Regions from separate parts of the Sus scrofa genome. Here regions 1 and 2 are each linked to region 3. The links are chromatin contacts, called in public Hi-C maps. All regions are on one chromosome and are shown on one strand. Each heading gives the region's core, a stretch centred on a gene start, on an enhancer-like site or on the middle of the called end of the contact. The rest is flanking DNA. Distances are from core to core; before and after follow the strand shown.

Region 1 (3,158 bases), core at 387-2,886, 240 kb after region 3:
CACCCAACTGCCACCCCCAGGTGATGGGTTCTAAGCCTGTGGGGTTCCATGTTCCCAGAGACAGAAGCTCTCTCTGGTCCCTTTCAGAATCATATTTGAATTAACTTACTGGGCCAACAGAAAACCTTACACAAACTCTTCCTTGGGTATCAATTCTATAGACGTGAGGGGTTAAATCTGTTTCTAGTCAGGTATGAACGCCTTGAACATTTAAAACTTTTTTTGCTTTTGAGGGCTGCACCCGTGGCATATGGAGGACCCCAGGCGAGGGGTTGAACTGGAGCAACAGCTGCCAGCCTACGCCACAGCCACAGCCATGTGGGATCTGAGCTGTGTCTGCAACCTACACAACTCATGGCAACACCGGATCCTTAACCCACTGAGCAAGACCAGGGACTGAACCCGCAACCTCATGGATACTAGTCGGATTCATTTTCACTGCGCCACAAGGGGAGCTATTTAAAACATTAATAAAATTTTTAATTTTTACCAATGAAAAAAATGCTGCTTGTCATTCATTTTCTGGCTTTTTGTCACAAGGTCTTTACATCTCTATTCTCCAACCATAAGTAAATGAAAATTATGATTACAAATACTCATCAGGGGAATAGTGACGTACTCGCCGAGAGTAACTTTAGAAAGTATTTAAGTATGCTTCATGGCGCTGTACTAGTGTTACTAAAATAGAATCTAGATAGGGGGTGTCGCTGTCACTTCCTAACTTCTGGTTTGTCATTTTAGCACTTGCCAGACTCCAGGACACGCTTCAACAAGGTCTTGCAATTGGGGTACACTGCCACCAAGTGGTGGCAAATGCCATGCTCACATTCCAAGTAAACCCAATCTGTGCCTGAGGTTCACGGGCCATCTATTCAACATGTGTGTAAACCAACGCCTGTCTACTTGTGCACGGGAAAAATGTGTCTTCATCAAAATCACGGTCTGACAGTAAGATTATAAACATTTTCTTCCAGAAAATCATTTCAGAAAGAGAAACGTGCGACAGCCTGATAATCACTATTGTTTAATTCCAGCAGCCAGAGAGGAGTCAGAGTTCAAACCTGCTTCGGGGTCAATGCCTCCAAATTGATTTCTGAAAGATACTAAGCCCTGGACACACAACAGCACATAATTAAATTACTTCTTTAAATGGATTTTGACACTCGTTTCAGTGACTATGATTGAAAAATGGCAACGGACATGTCATCACAAAGCCAACAGTTTAAAAACAGTGGAGCCCGGCACAGCCCTCGCTGCTCCTCCCTGACTGCACCTGCTGCCCAGCAGACGCCGCCGCCGACTCGCAGGCCTGCTCCCCAGATAGAAGCGGGGTGCCCTCCACGGGGAGGGCAAAGACCCCGGCCAGGCGGTATTTGCAGCCCCCTCCCTCTGCCCATGACCCCCGTGCAGCTGGGCTACCACCAGAGGCTCTGGCAGAAGCTGGCAAAGTCCACCTTTTTCTGGGGAGTCCACCAGTGGGAGAGCTTCAGAGGGACTGTTCTAGAAACAGCCAAGTCCCCAGACCCAAGGCCTCCTCCACCCCAACCTCACAGTGGGCGAGGCCAGCTCAAGCCCCTCAGGGCGCCCCGGCCACGAGCATGGCTGTGCTGAGCACTCGTCCAGTGCCACCTTCCCGCAGGGCTTTCCTGCCAGCAGCCCAAGTTCTCTGCCAAGAGGAGCGTCATAAGCAGGTTCTGTGAACCTGCCCGGAAGCCCCAGCAGGAGACGGTGCCAGGAGCTGCAGGTCCCCGGAGGGGCTTCGGGGAGGTGGGGCCTCCGAGAGAGAAGACCGGGGAGGGTGGGGGGCACGGTCAGACTGTCCTGAACTGGGATCCGCTGACCCCCGGGAGGCTGGCACATCACTGGGCACTGCCCTGCGAGGCTGAAGCTGCGAGGACCAGGCAGGAAGATGCTGTGTGACACCACTAAGCGCCCACGAGGGGCTCGTCGCAGAGGAGGTGGGGGCCTCTTCCGCATGGTAAGGCTGCCCCTGCCAGACAAACACTGAAGAATGCACCAGGCTGTGGGGGAATTTCCATTAGACGCACCTATGTACCTACCCCAGGCATGGGTGTCCCCTGGGTGGAGCGTGTCTCTTAAAAGAACACTGTGGGTTCTGCAGAGACATCAAGGTCCCTGCAGGGGGTGAGCAGGGCTTCTGTGTATCGCTGTCCCCGAGTGCTTCTGGATCCCCAGGGGGCTCCTCCCATACGATACAGCTCAGTGCAGTCAGCTGACGTCTGCCCGGGCCAGCTTTTCCCCAGCTTCCAGCGAGGGGACGCTGGGGCCCTCGTCTCCAACCCGCAGGTCACAGACAGACAGCTGCTCCACCAGACACCAGCTACGCTGGGCAACCAGGGGGCTACGTCTTTCCTGAGAGCCCTCACCAGAGAGGAGCTGCTGGGGACCCGGCAGAAGAAGGGAGATGGGGGAGTTACCACTGGGGCTCAGCAGGTTAAGAACCCGACTAGTGGAGTTCCCGTCGTGGCCCAGTGGTTAACGAATCCTACTAGGAACCATGAGATTGTGGGTTGTATCCCTGGCCTTGCTCAGTGGGTTAAGGATCTGGCGTTGCCGTGAGCTGTGGCGTAGGTCGCAGATGCGGCTCTGATCTGGCATGGCTGTGGTGCAGGCCAGCAGCTACAGCTGATTCGACCCCTAGCCAGGAACCTCCATATGCTGTGGGTGTGGCCCCAAATAAATCAAGAAGAAGGGATAAGGCCATTACGGCCCATGAAAGACGGCCCCCAAACCCTCTCACCCTCATGCTAACCTGGCCTGGGTCGACCTCCCGTCCCCTTCCACCCAGAGGGCCCTATGACTGCTTTGCCTGGGGAGGCATGTGAAAATGCCATCCCCAGACTGCAGCAGGACCTGTAGCTGCTGCCTGGGGCCCCTGGCACCCCCAGCTGCGGTGCTGAGGTGAGGACCCTGCTGGGGACCCCAGGCAGAGAGGCAGAGTCCCACCTGACCCAAACCATGCAGCCTCCCAGCCAAGGTGCCAGGGATGCAAAGAAGCCATCTGGGACCAGAGAAGCATCCTCGAGTGGCCCAGTAACGCCCAGGCCGCTTGGAGCTCCAGGGAGGTCGAGCCACGCCCAGCCCAACGACCGGATCCACAGAACATGAGTTAATTAAATGATTGCGTGAAGCCACCA
Region 2 (3,168 bases), core at 73-2,572, 180 kb before region 3:
TCCAGTGCAGCAAAGGCAGGATGCACAGAGACCCGGGGACATGAAGGCATCTAATCCACTGTAAACTCATCACAGTGCAAGGACACTCCTTAGGCGGGGAGTCTTGAATCTCAGAGGGGGCTCGGGAAGAATTTCCTTTCTAGCCTAAAGTGAGATGTAAGCCCGTGTTTCGTGAGGGCACCTTCCTCACCTAAGACCAACTGACTTTGGATGAAGGCGATAACCTGCTCTTGGGAGGGAGTTCTAAGAAAGTTCTTCCACCCGTATAGCTGTTATCACCTTTAAATACGCCCTTCGTAAGCTGACTCTTGATGACAGAAACTCAGACGACATTTAAGCCTGTCTTTGAAAATCCAGAGTGTGGATGTTTGCTGCTTCTTTAAAGGTAAGATCCATTTCCCTTCCCACCAAAAATGGATATAAGATCAGGAAGGGACACCCTCTGAACTAAAGATATTTTACCGACTATGGGAAGGGTTAGCTGTCCACAGGATCTTTCCAGAAGTTACCATCGTGGCACAATTTGGACTCTTGAAAAAAGTGAAGGACACAGGCTTGGAAGCTAAGACATTTTTGAACATGGTTCAGTTATCCGTGTTATGTTATGACATCTCAAACACCTCACCTACAAGGTGGGGAAAATATTCTCTCCTTTTGATCACAGTAAAATCAATGAAAGAAGATAAAATTTTTTTTTTGGCCACACACAGCATATACAAGTCCCTGGGCCAGGAATCGAACCCATGCCACGCAGTGATCTGAGCCACTGCAAAGACAACACTGGGTCTTTAACTTGCTGCACCACCAGAGAACTCCAAACGTGCTGTTGAAATAATAGAGTTCAAAGGATAGTGTGATTCTATTTATAACCTGCTCCTAAAAAAAAGGCCTCCACAGATTGGGAAGCAATTGGCCCCTACTGCCATCAGTTAAAAAAACCCAGAAGTTTCCGTTGTGGCGCAGCAGCAACGAATCTGACTAGTAGTACTCATGAGGTTGCGGGTTCAATCCCTGGCCTTGCTCAGTGGGTTAAGGATCTGGCATTTCTGTGAGCTGCGGTGTAGGTCGCAGACGTGGCTTGGATCCCGTGTGGCTGTGGCTGTGGGGTAGGCTGGCAGCTATAGCTCTGATTCAACCCCTAGCCTGGGAACCTCCATATGCTGTGGGTGCTGCCCTAAAAAAAAAAAAAACCGCATACATTTCTAGACCCTGACTTTATTACAGAAGATTGAAATCAACATGGCTGTGGCTATCAAGGTGGGAGTCTCGAGGTTCCAGGGACAAGGTCGAGGGAAGGTGTGGTACCAGCAGTGTCCACCAGAGGGGGCTCCTGATTAGCTGGCAGGCCTGCTGTGACCGGGCAGCGTCCCCATTGTAACCACTAACCACACATCTGAAGGTGACCTGTTCCACTTGCTTTTCTCTGACTCAGCACGTCCCACCACCGAAGCTCTTTTGTGTTTTCTAGGGGAGGTGGCTTCTTGGACACCATGGACAATGGGCTCACGTTCTCCCGTGGGCCGGGTGGCCCTCCTCCCTGCTCCTCCATTGATGAGCATTCCAATTAATTAATCAGTCTTCTGTACAGGGCCCTGCAGCCAGCTCTGCCCTGCTCTGCTGCAGCTCAGCCCCTGTCCCCACTGCTCCTCGGATGTGCCTTGGGTGGGGGAACTTCAGCCCTGGGGTCTCGCATTTAAGTCAGAGGCAAAGGAATTTTCTCTCTGTTGCCTTCATACAGGGACTCTTGAGCATTCTAGAAGGTATGCCTTCTAGAATCGGGCCATTTTCTCCAGATGCCGAGGGGGCAAAGACCACTGACCCCACGGAACTCTGAATCCATGGGACTGCAGCGTTTCATGCTCTTTCGGACGCCAGAGGATCCAGAGGTGGCGGGGTTTTGTTTTCTCTCTCAAACTGCATGGTCCATACATAGGAGCACAGGCACCTTCCCAACGCAGACCTGGATCCGAATCCCGGTGGTTTAAGACCCTGTCTGTGTAAAGCGGGAAGGGTGTGGCTTGCGGCCAGAGAGGCCCGGACAGGCTCAAGGTGTTCTGATGCGCAGCCACACACGCCGCTGGGCCGGCCGTGTGCCCGCCACCCCACAGCCTACACGCAGCTTGCCCAGCCTGCCCTGCACGCTGACGTCCAAAGTCCAGGCTGCAAAGGAGATCATCGCCCAGCACTGACGCCACTAAACACCCTCCCCGAGAGCCTACCCCTCCTGCCTCCTTTCTTTCTAATTTGCTGCTGTCTGCGGCTCCCTCCTGGGCTCGCTGACTCCAGCTCATCCTTCAAGGCTGGTTCAACCCCCTGCTCACCTGTGAGGCCTTCTCGAACCCACAGTGATGCCTCTTATCTGCAGGTCTCATAGGACACTTGAGGCCACCCTGTGACGGTCACCTGGCTGCAGACCCTGCCTGGGGGGGTGAGGGAGACTGATGCCCCGCCTCCCTTCTGCGTCGAGGTGATCTGCCCCGATGGGGTGGCTGTGGCTGCTTGGGGAAGGGGACCCTCTTTTTATATTGTGGTGAAATACAAAGAACATAAACATCACCATGGCAACCACTTTCCAAGCTGCAATTCTGCGGCGTTTGGTACCTTTATAAGTGTGTGCAACCGTCAGTGCATGTTGCGCAGCCAGAATATTTTCATCACCTTACAAGGTGTCTCCATCCCCACGAAGCAGCCCTTCCCCATCCCCCCCTTCCTGAGGCCCCTGGAAACCCCTCATCTGCCTTCTGTTCCGTGGATCCACCTCTTTGGGAGGTTTCATAAAAAATGGAATCAGATGCTCTGTGGCCTTTTGCATCGGGCTTCTTGCACGGGCATGTTTTCAAGGTCCATTCATGCGGCAGCAAGAGTCAGTGCTTCGCTTCCTTTTATGGCTGAGTAATATTCCGCTGTGTGGTCTGCCGTGTTTATGCACTCTGCAGTTGAGGGGCCTCTGGGTCCGCTCCAACTTTGGACTATCGGGAACGGTGCTGCAATGACTATTCCTGCCTGTGTGTTTGTCTGAACATCTGTTTTCAGTTCTCTGGGGGTATGTGTTTAGGAGTGGATTGCTGGCTTATATAGTCATTCGATGTTGACTTTATCGAGGAACCACCAAACCGCATTCCACACAGATGCACCATTTCACATTTCTGCCAGCAGTGCATGAGGCTT
Region 3 (3,343 bases), core at 167-2,666:
GATTTTATTTAATGAGTCTAGGGTTTGGGGCGGCCGGTGGCAAATGATTCTGATGTGTAGCCTGGACTGAGAGCTAGGAGGCTAGAACAAGTCAGAGGCCTCCACCAACTTTTATGCAGCAGCCTCTGTGATAGTCTTGAGCTTTCTGGGAAAAGGAATAAGAGTAACCTATGACTACTGGCATTGGCCTCTTTAGCTGGGAATGTTCTGATAGAGTGTCTCCTAGGATGCTCTGTGGACGTTTTCTAGCCCCATCATATGGCTCAGGACAAATCAGTAGTAAACCATATAATTCTGATGCATTCTCTCCTAGGAAGACACAGCACAGGGCTCAGGATTAGACAGAGGTTAAATCAGGAGTGATTATCTACATAGCTGATGTTCCTAATGTTGTGATTAGTTAATCAATTAATTAATCTACTTATTTAAATTTTATTTTATACCAGAGTATAGTTGATTTACGGTGTTGGTGTAGTTTCTGGTGGACCACAAAGTGAATCGGTTATACATATACATTTATCTATTCTTTGTCAGGTTATTATGGGGTATTGAGTAGAGTTTCTTGTGCTCTGCAGTAGGTTCTTATTAGTTACCTATTTTAAATATAAAATACAGTAGTGTGTATATGTTAATACTAAGCTTCTAATTTACCCATCTCCTCCTCCTTTCCCCTTTGGTAACCATAAGTTTGTTTTCAGTGAGTCTGCTTCTGTTTTGTAAATAAGTGCATTTGTATCACTTTTTCTTTTTCTTTTCTTTTTATTTTGGGGGGGAGGCGCACCCATGGCATATGGAGGTTCCCAGGCTAGGGGTCTAACCAGAGCTGTAGACACTGGCCTACCCCACAGCCACAGCAACACGGGATCTGAGCTGCATCTGCGACCAACACCACAGCTCGTGACAATGCTGGATCCTGAACCCACTGAGCGAGGCCAGGGATCGAACCTGTGTCCTCATGGATACTAGTCAGATTCATTTCTGCTGAGCCCCGATGGGAACTCCTGTATCACTTTTTTAGGACTCCACAAATCATACACACACACATATAGAAAGCTCTTCCGAGGGTTCCAGTTTGATGCTCTGTGCTGACCAGAGTCAGATTTTGAAGCGGACCTGAGTCTTTCTAGGTCACAACTTATTCCACTCTTGTTACACATCTCATATAATGCTCTGGGATACTGTCGGTGACATAAGTGCCTAGGGAACCAATTGTGGCCGTAAAAACACTGTTAATGAGAAAAATCCTTCTCACTAGCCATACTCCAGGGAATTCTGGATTTGATTACCCACTTTTCAATGCTTGACAATTTGACTGGTATTTAATGCCTTCTCATTTTTCCTGATAGGGACCGCTAAGCACGTTATGTTCCTTCTCCCAGTTGGCAACGCCACAAAGGCCAGCAATAAAAACCCCCACTTGTGTAATAAACTCTTGTACAATCTACTGCTTATGAACAAGGTCCCTGAAAGTGTGCAACCTTTCTGCACATTAAACACAAAACAGATGGAGAGTTGAAAATAACTTTCCTCTTCAGGGGAGGGGAAAGTCAAAGAAGAGAAGGCAAGATTCACAGTCAGAGTCCCGAGTTACCAAGCCAGAGGCTGAACTCTCCGTTCCAGGCTGTCAGGGGCAGACGCATTCTTTCAGCAAAGCTCCAGGGACCTCGGGGACCTGTGGGGTGGGAAGGGGGAGGCAGCTGGGCTTCAGGGAAAGGCTGTGTGGGGCGGCGAGGCAGGCAGCCTCAGCTGCCACTTGCTGGCCAAGTAACCTGGGCAAGGCACGGATTCCTCAGAGCCTGTTCTCTAAATTCCAAGTGTCAAAGGATGACCTTGAACCCTATTCCCCAAGCACACCAGAAAATGGAGTAGCTGAAAATAGAAACACTCTTGGTATTGTTTTCTCTGCTTTTATTTGTTGGTTTTGTATGTGTGTGTGTATATATATATATATGTATACACACATACAAACTAATTATATGTTAAAATAGAGATAATATACAGAATTCACTAGATAGACACAATGGAATCAAGATTTTATAAAGGATTATGTACAAATGCACACACGTATGTATGAATGTATATCTATTTTCTTATACTCTGCCATGTTTTAGGGGAAAAGGTGTGGTGGTTTATAATACACATTTATTATATACTGCTTCATAGTCTATGATGTTATTTGTGGAAGTTACTGAGATTTGGTTATAAAATAGAACTGAAACTTCAGAGTAGTAAAACAGCCTCCTTCCATTTGTACCCTGACCCCCAAAGACAGAAAACACACCCTGGGGTAAGGTATGGGGTCTGAATAGCAGGCTTTAGGTGTTTTATAAAATGTAATGAAATTTACAGAAGGTTTCTTTAAACATAGACTCCTTTGAAGTGCTGATGAGGCACCTTCTAAAGGAATGAGATTTGAGGGAACGAATGGACTTTCCACTCGTTTTATCAGTCAGTATCCAGTCAGGGTATGGAGACCACACCAGGAATTTCAAACAGATGGGATTTAATAGAGGAATGAATGACGTGGGGTGGGAAGAGGGAAACAACAGAAGGAAGCCCGAGGAGGCAGCTGCCACACCTGAGCTGACGCAACAAAAAGAAGATGCAAGCTGCGCTGGAAAAGATGCTCAGGTCTCTGAGAAGGGGAGCAGCCACGGCGGACGGCCCCTTAAGAGACGGAGGAAGGTCCAGAGCATCCCGGACCAGGGGAAGCCAAAGCTCCCTTCTCTCCTCCCGCGTCCGTTCTCTCTAGCGCCACCTGTCGGCTGCATTGACAAGAGGTCGCTCCCGGAGCAAAGATGGGTTTGAAGCGTAGATATAAGAAGGGGAGAATTAATTAGTCCACGGAGTCAGGAGTTAGAAGGTCCCAGGAGTCAGAATGGTGGGCAAAATCCACGAAAAATGAGTGCCACCAGAGGTAAAAGAAGCTAATCGAGCTCCGTGGCCAAATTCCTCCAACAGGTAGAAAAGAGCTGGCAAGAAGCCACACCGAAATCGGAAAAACCTATCGCATCAGTTCCCAAGGAGTTCTCATCCTCCTCTGATTCTTTCACATTGGCTCAGTAAGTGGAGAGAATTTGTTCTCTGGTGCCATTAGCTGCCTCCATGAACCCTTCAGAATTCTGCAGCCAGTGACTGTATTTTGTACATGTACTTAATGTGTTATTTTTATCCCCCAAATTTCTATTTAATTTTCCTATATTAAGGAAAATTTTAATTTATATTATATGAATAATATATTTTAATATATATTATAGAATTTAAATTATATTAATTTAATTTTCCTAGATCCACTTGGGGTAAACCAGACCATTTTTGTCTGTGATTTATTTTTTATTGAAGT

The links. A called contact is a pair of places that touch in the nucleus more often than the background predicts.
Region 1: a Hi-C map of embryonic fibroblasts shows a contact between it and region 3, with 2.0 times the contacts expected there. The contact joins two enhancer-like sites. A contact is called at or near these places in 4 of 47 Hi-C or Micro-C datasets (embryonic fibroblasts, fetal heart ventricle and heart right ventricle).
Region 2: a contact with region 3 is called in a Hi-C map of retroperitoneal adipose tissue, with 1.9 times the contacts expected there. The contact joins two enhancer-like sites. A contact is called at or near these places in 1 of 5 promoter capture datasets (liver) and 9 of 47 Hi-C or Micro-C datasets (brain, embryonic fibroblasts, heart right ventricle and 6 more).

Annotation. Positions count from the first base shown.
Region 1 is chr12:56,580,554-56,583,711 of Sscrofa11.1, reverse strand. All of the region lies in intron 2 of LOC110256111, which reads right to left. Among named protein-coding and RNA genes, the nearest start is that of MIR744, 120 kb to the right of the region's middle. Within about 2 kb of position 1,636, at least 1 of the 83 cell types and tissues checked has an H3K27ac peak or open chromatin away from gene starts, as enhancers often do.
Region 2 is chr12:57,004,130-57,007,297 of Sscrofa11.1, reverse strand. The region is part of intron 7 of MYOCD (myocardin); the gene reads right to left. Among named protein-coding and RNA genes, the nearest start is that of ARHGAP44, 44 kb to the left of the region's middle. Within about 2 kb of position 1,322, at least 10 of the 83 cell types and tissues checked have an H3K27ac peak or open chromatin away from gene starts, as enhancers often do.
Region 3 is chr12:56,822,269-56,825,611 of Sscrofa11.1, reverse strand. No RefSeq gene overlaps it. Among named protein-coding and RNA genes, the nearest start is that of MYOCD, 110 kb to the left of the region's middle. Within about 2 kb of position 1,416, at least 5 of the 83 cell types and tissues checked have an H3K27ac peak or open chromatin away from gene starts, as enhancers often do.